Linked DNA regions of Ovis aries: region 2 is linked to region 1. A link is a contact called in public Hi-C data. All regions are on one chromosome and are shown on one strand. Each heading gives the region's core, a stretch centred on a gene start, on an enhancer-like site or on the middle of the called end of the contact. The rest is flanking DNA. Distances are from core to core; before and after follow the strand shown. Region 1 overlaps XPNPEP1 (X-prolyl aminopeptidase 1). Region 2 overlaps MXI1 (MAX interactor 1, dimerization protein).

Region 1 (2,700 bases), core at 34-2,533:
TACTGCACAATCTCTAATGCGTAGCCCTCAAACTTTGTTACATGTATCAGTGATTTATATCCCTGATTAACTTAACAACATCAACATCAGAGAAAATAACATATGAAGCTAATCTCTCCTCTTGATTATTTAAATATCCCCTGTTTTCATTGTGGAAAATCTGGGAAGTGCAGAGCAAGTAGAAAAAAAAAAGTCACCTATAATCTTCTTGCACAGAATCAGTTAACATTTCTGTGCATATATAATTTTGTAACTTGGTTTTTTCCACTGTATTTACTCTAAGCATATATAAACATGATTTTAAGTGAATATTAAATATCCCATCATATGGTTATAGTACAATTTACTTAACCATTCCTCTCAGGATGACCTTTGAGTTATTTCTGCATTTTCTCATGATTGTATTACAGGACTGCCATCAAAGTCTTGGTGCATCACAATCTGTGTCTTAGTTTCTGATAATTTTCTTTGAGCTTTTGGTTGACTTTGGAGGTGGTGTTATGGGCTGGAGGGTGTGTGCATGGTAGGGCCTTTGATCTTATGCCATGTACCTGCCAGAGAGGTTGCACAGCATGAATACACCCCTCTTGCTACACTCTCACCGACCCCAGGTACTATCATTTAAAAAGAATGCTAGTTGGGTTTGATGGGTAAAACATATTGCCTCCATGCTGTACTTGAAGAAGCCGTGGTTTTAAAATAGCGGCAGTGCGTTTGATACCAGGGTCTTTTTTGCACTCTGATTCTCAGGAGAGCAAGTGTTAGGCTGCGGGAGGCCCCGGGATGAGAGCTGTGCTCAGCACCGGTCCCTCTAATTTCTCCAGCGCGCAGTGACCTCGCCAGGGCCCTGACTCTGGCCATGCAGGTCCTCCACCCAGCCGTGGCTCCGGGTGGGCCGCCGGCTCGGGTTTCATTCATGGGCCCAGAGCCCCACTGACTCACTGCTTTTGTTCCTCTGCTGGGAAGCTCCGCCTCCCCGGGGCTCCTGACCCTTACACAGAGGGCCTCATCTGGCCTCCCTGGTGGGTGGGTCTCCGTTTTTCTACCCTCAGTCTCTTGCCTCAGAAGGGACCGAGTGCTTGGCTCCCGCCCTTGTACTTGGGAGTGCCAGAGGTTTTTCTGCGGCAAGGCCAGGCCTGGCGGGTCACCGCCGGGTGGACCATTTCAACTCTTTGTCTGGAGGGCAATTCTTACTAATAACTCTTTCCATTCCCTTCCCGGGATGGTGATGTGGCAGCGAAAGACACAGTTCTGGTGCCCTCATTTGGTGGATATGCGCAACTGCAGCTCAGAGGCGAGACAGGGAAGGGAGGCTCCAGGCCTCTCTGAGAGGTCTAGCCGGCCCTTCCCGGCCAGTGGAAGCGCTCTCTGCATCCTCCCAGCTGCCCCTTAACTCGCAGTCGGGCGGGTGACAGGAATTTTTTTTTTTTTTTTTCCAGGGCTATTCAATCTCCGAGGATCAGATGTAGAGCACAATCCTGTATTTTTCTCCTATGCAATCTTAGGACTAGAGACGATCATGTGAGTGTTGGCCCCGAACCTGAAGTCTTCCCCACAGCTCCTTGGAGCCCCAGTCCACCACCCTGGCCCGGGCCCACTGGTCTCGGCCTGATTTGCACCAGGGTCGTGCTTTTCTCCTGCCCTTTCCTGCCTCCCCTTCCCTTCTGCCTTCCTTAACAATAGTTATTAATTTATATCCTGCCTCTCTTATAATCCTGAAAATTATTGGTGGTACTAGAAGATAAAAAAATTAGTGTCAAGGACATCAGAACAAAACCAGAGAGAGTAAGCTTAGTTCACAGAATCCCTGCTGCAAAGACTTGTTTAGGCCGCACATTGGACTCCTCACAGCCAAGGCAGAGAGGGATATGGGCTTTGTTATACACAGTCCTGGGTCCACAATGCAAATAGACCCCATCATTCAGAAAGTCAGAAGTGATGCAGGAAAAACCCCTGAGTCGTGCCTTGTTGAATTATCTTTTAAACTGCTGCTTGCAGCCTTCTTGCCATTGCTTTTCTTGTTTGAGTGGCTTTCCGCATTCAGATATGTTTATTGAGTGCCTATTATGTGCTAGAGTCTCCACTAGGTGTTGGGGTGAATGAGGCAGACAGGGTCCTGGGTTAGAGTTGGGGATTCCGATGCATAGTTGGCACTCACTTGTCACTGGGGCAGGTATGGATGTTATTGGAGGGGCCTGACCTGATCAGAGGAGACAGTAATATTGAGACAGAGATTCAGGGTGCTTGGGAGTTAGCTTGGTGAGTAGGGAATGAGGAGGAAGAGAAACAGGTGATCTAATCTGGGGAGCAGCATTCTCAGAGACTTTGGGCAGGAGAGAGTGCAGTGCAGGTGAAGGACCCAGAGTGGTCCAGTGTGGTTGAAACCTGGAGTGGGAGACCGGCAGGTATTCAGGGCCACATAAGCAAGGCCTTGTGAGTCAGGTTCAGGAGCTTGGGCCCTTGTCCTGAGGATGCTGTGAGTTTCCACAGGGAACCACATGGTCAGGCTTGTAAATCATAGAGAATTTATGATTGGAGTGAAATTACGGGGTAGATTATGATAGAGAATTTATGATTGGAGTGAAATTATGGGGTGGATTATGATTATTGAAAAATAGAGTGGATAGGGAAGACTTGGAGAAGGTGATGGCATCCCACTCCAGTACTCTTGCCTGGAAAATCCCATGGACAGAAAAGCCT
Region 2 (2,700 bases), core at 141-2,640, 400 kb before region 1:
TTGTGGTGTGAGGCCTGATGTGGTGGGAGCTGTAGATGAACAGATGAGTAAAATCCAAACAATTACAATTTCTTTTCTGGTTGTTTTTTGTTCTTTAATTCTGCCAAAGACAAATGTTCTAGGACAGATGTTACGAGAAATGGAGGGTGTGTTACTTTAAAATACAGATACAAAAATTAACATCACCAGTAATAAAACATATCAACATCATGTATCTTCCTGATACAATGAACTAAGAAGGGCACAACATCACTTCTGTGGCATTTCTTCCCTCAAATGTGTAACACCTCAGTCTAATAGAAAACATCAGATAAACCCAAGTTGAGGAACACTAAAATAACTGACCAATATTCTTCAAATGTGTCATGGTCACGAAAGAAAGACTGAAGAAATATTTCTAAGGCAATGGAGATCTTACACTGGATCCTGGATTAGACACAGAACATTATTAGGAACAGTAGTGAAATCTGAATAAGGTTAATAGGTTAATAATATTATATGAATGTTAATTTCTTGGTTTCAATAGCTGTATTATGGTTACATAAGATATTAACATTAGAGGAACCTGGGTGAAGGGTATATGAGAACTCAACAATTTTCTACAGAAAACTTACAACTTTAAAATTTTTTCAAAGTGGAATATTTGAGATATATATGTGTGTGTATATATATATAAATCAAGAAAAAATGTTCTATAGTTCACACAGGCATTGCTAGACAATGTTGTGACTGCATAAAATCTAGAATGCCACATACAGTGTTGGTGTAGAAGAAGGAAGCAAACACAATGCCACCCATCCTACCCTCTAAATTCAGAGACAGGGATGCTTTGTGTTTCATTAGGGAAGAAGCTCACTGCCTACCTCGCTCTGAATCAGAACGATCTGAAGAAATAGTTGATCCAATGCTGTCCATTCGTATTCGTTCCATCTCTTGAGGACCCTGCAGCTGTTCCAGTCGCCGCTTTAAAAATCTCTGTTCTCGTTCCAAGTTCTCTAGCTGGTGCTGGCTCTTCCTTTCAGCTTCTTCAAGTTTCTGAAATGATACAGTGATATTTAAGTTTGTGTGTTGTACAGTACAAACAGTAAGATTAATTCCTCCCTAACATGGTAGCAGATTTCTTTGTTGACAGAGAAAACATGAATGACTATAAGTATATGTGTGTGTATAAAAACATACATAAATATGTATTTTTAAACATCAAAAATAGTTTTTTCTTCACTGTGTGTGTGTGTGTGTATAATGAATGCTACATTACTAGAACAATATGGAATTTTCAAAGTCTGTCAAGTTATTGCCATAAAAGAGAAACCAGCTCTGCAGTATAGTTTGATGGAAAAACACTGAGGGACACACAGCCAAATGAAGTCATCTCCACCAGGGGGCACAACTGCCTGCCTTTGGGTATCAGCAGAGTAATTGTTATTTTCCTAGTATTCCCAGCTCTTCAAATGGCCATGCTGTCAAAACAATTTAGCGTAATCAGGTTATGTTGCTCCTATCAGATTAGCATTAAATTTTCAGAAAATTTCTCTTGAGGTCAGTCATTAAAGGAGAGTATTGTGAGCTAGCTGATATATGTGGACAGAAATCACTACTAAAAAGACAGCAGGACTGAGACAGTCATGTGAAAATATAAAAAAAAAATTCCTACCTTGATGTGTGCTTTGGCTTTGTTGAGCAAACCAAGTGTTGTGTGCCTGGTGCAATCTGGTCCTAGTGGAATAAGAACTTTTAAGCGTTCTAAACACAGGCGAAGATGAGCTCGTCTAAGAAAGACAAAGATAAGTCAAATCAGCAGTCTGAATATTCCACTAAAAACACCTTAAAGTCTATTTTAAGACAAATAAGAACTTGCACATTATTCAGTTTCAAAAAAGTATCTGCATGCAAGTGCAGGCGTGCCTACTGGCTTTCAGTTTTCTGCTACTTTCGTTGTACGCTGCAGACATCGGTCACTTCAGATTATTATCCCCAATGGTAATCTCTGTCACAGGTGATTTAATTTTAACCAGTCCCATAAACTTTCTCAACTGTATTAATGTAGAAGTAGGAAAACACTGGGCAACTGTATTTAATTTTGAATGTATAAAACCAAAGGCTAGGTTAGAGGTTTTCAGCTTCACTACTCGAAAAGGCTCATGAATTTCCATTTCCTCCCTTCCACCTTTCATTCACACACACACACACACACACACACACACACACACACACACACACTCCTCTCCACAACTGCAGCCATCCTACAGTGTTTGTATTATTATGCATTAGTTTAAACCATATAAAATTTCTGATACTAAGCCATTTCTCACATAAAAATGACAACTTCATATGATCCAACACTACAAAAACAGCAAAATTCTGTGGCCAGTGAGCACAGGGTGAGACAAAATACATGGCTCTACGGTCAATTCCAGACACTGAGTCAACGACCTATAAAATAGTCCCCTGCTTCCTACTATCTAAGTGTATCAGCTGTCACTAGCTTTTCCTTTTTATTTCTCTGTCTCCCTCTCCCCTCTCATACTACCCACCTCCAATATTCTACACCTGGAAAAAAGCCAGGTGACAGAATTCTTCACCAAAAGTCACTGTGTTCTTTAACACACTCATCCTGTGGGCAGGTTAGGGAAATGTTTCCTGTATATGCTAGCAGAGAGCCTCATGAATTTACATTCCATGTACCCTGTGGGTTCTGCT

The links. A called contact is a pair of places that touch in the nucleus more often than the background predicts.
Region 2: a Hi-C map of hypothalamus shows a contact between it and region 1, with 5 times the contacts expected there. The contact joins two enhancer-like sites. A contact is called at or near these places in 3 of 16 Hi-C or Micro-C datasets (hypothalamus, skin fibroblasts and tail adipose tissue).

Annotation. Positions count from the first base shown.
Region 1 is chr22:29,990,989-29,993,688 of ARS-UI_Ramb_v3.0, reverse strand. XPNPEP1 (X-prolyl aminopeptidase 1) reads left to right here. Exons shown (of 21, transcript XM_042238891.2): 9 at 1,440-1,521. Among named protein-coding and RNA genes, the nearest start is that of XPNPEP1, 32 kb to the left of the region's middle. Within about 2 kb of position 1,283, at least 26 of the 54 cell types and tissues checked have an H3K27ac peak or open chromatin away from gene starts, as enhancers often do. A contact at or near this core is called in hypothalamus, where this site is marked.
Region 2 is chr22:30,394,466-30,397,165 of ARS-UI_Ramb_v3.0, reverse strand. It overlaps MXI1 (MAX interactor 1, dimerization protein), which reads right to left. Exons shown (of 6, transcript XM_027960481.3): 4 at 1,655-1,769; 5 at 864-1,035. Among named protein-coding and RNA genes, the nearest start is that of SMNDC1, 25 kb to the left of the region's middle. Within about 2 kb of position 1,390, at least 12 of the 54 cell types and tissues checked have an H3K27ac peak or open chromatin away from gene starts, as enhancers often do. A contact at or near this core is called in hypothalamus, where this site is marked.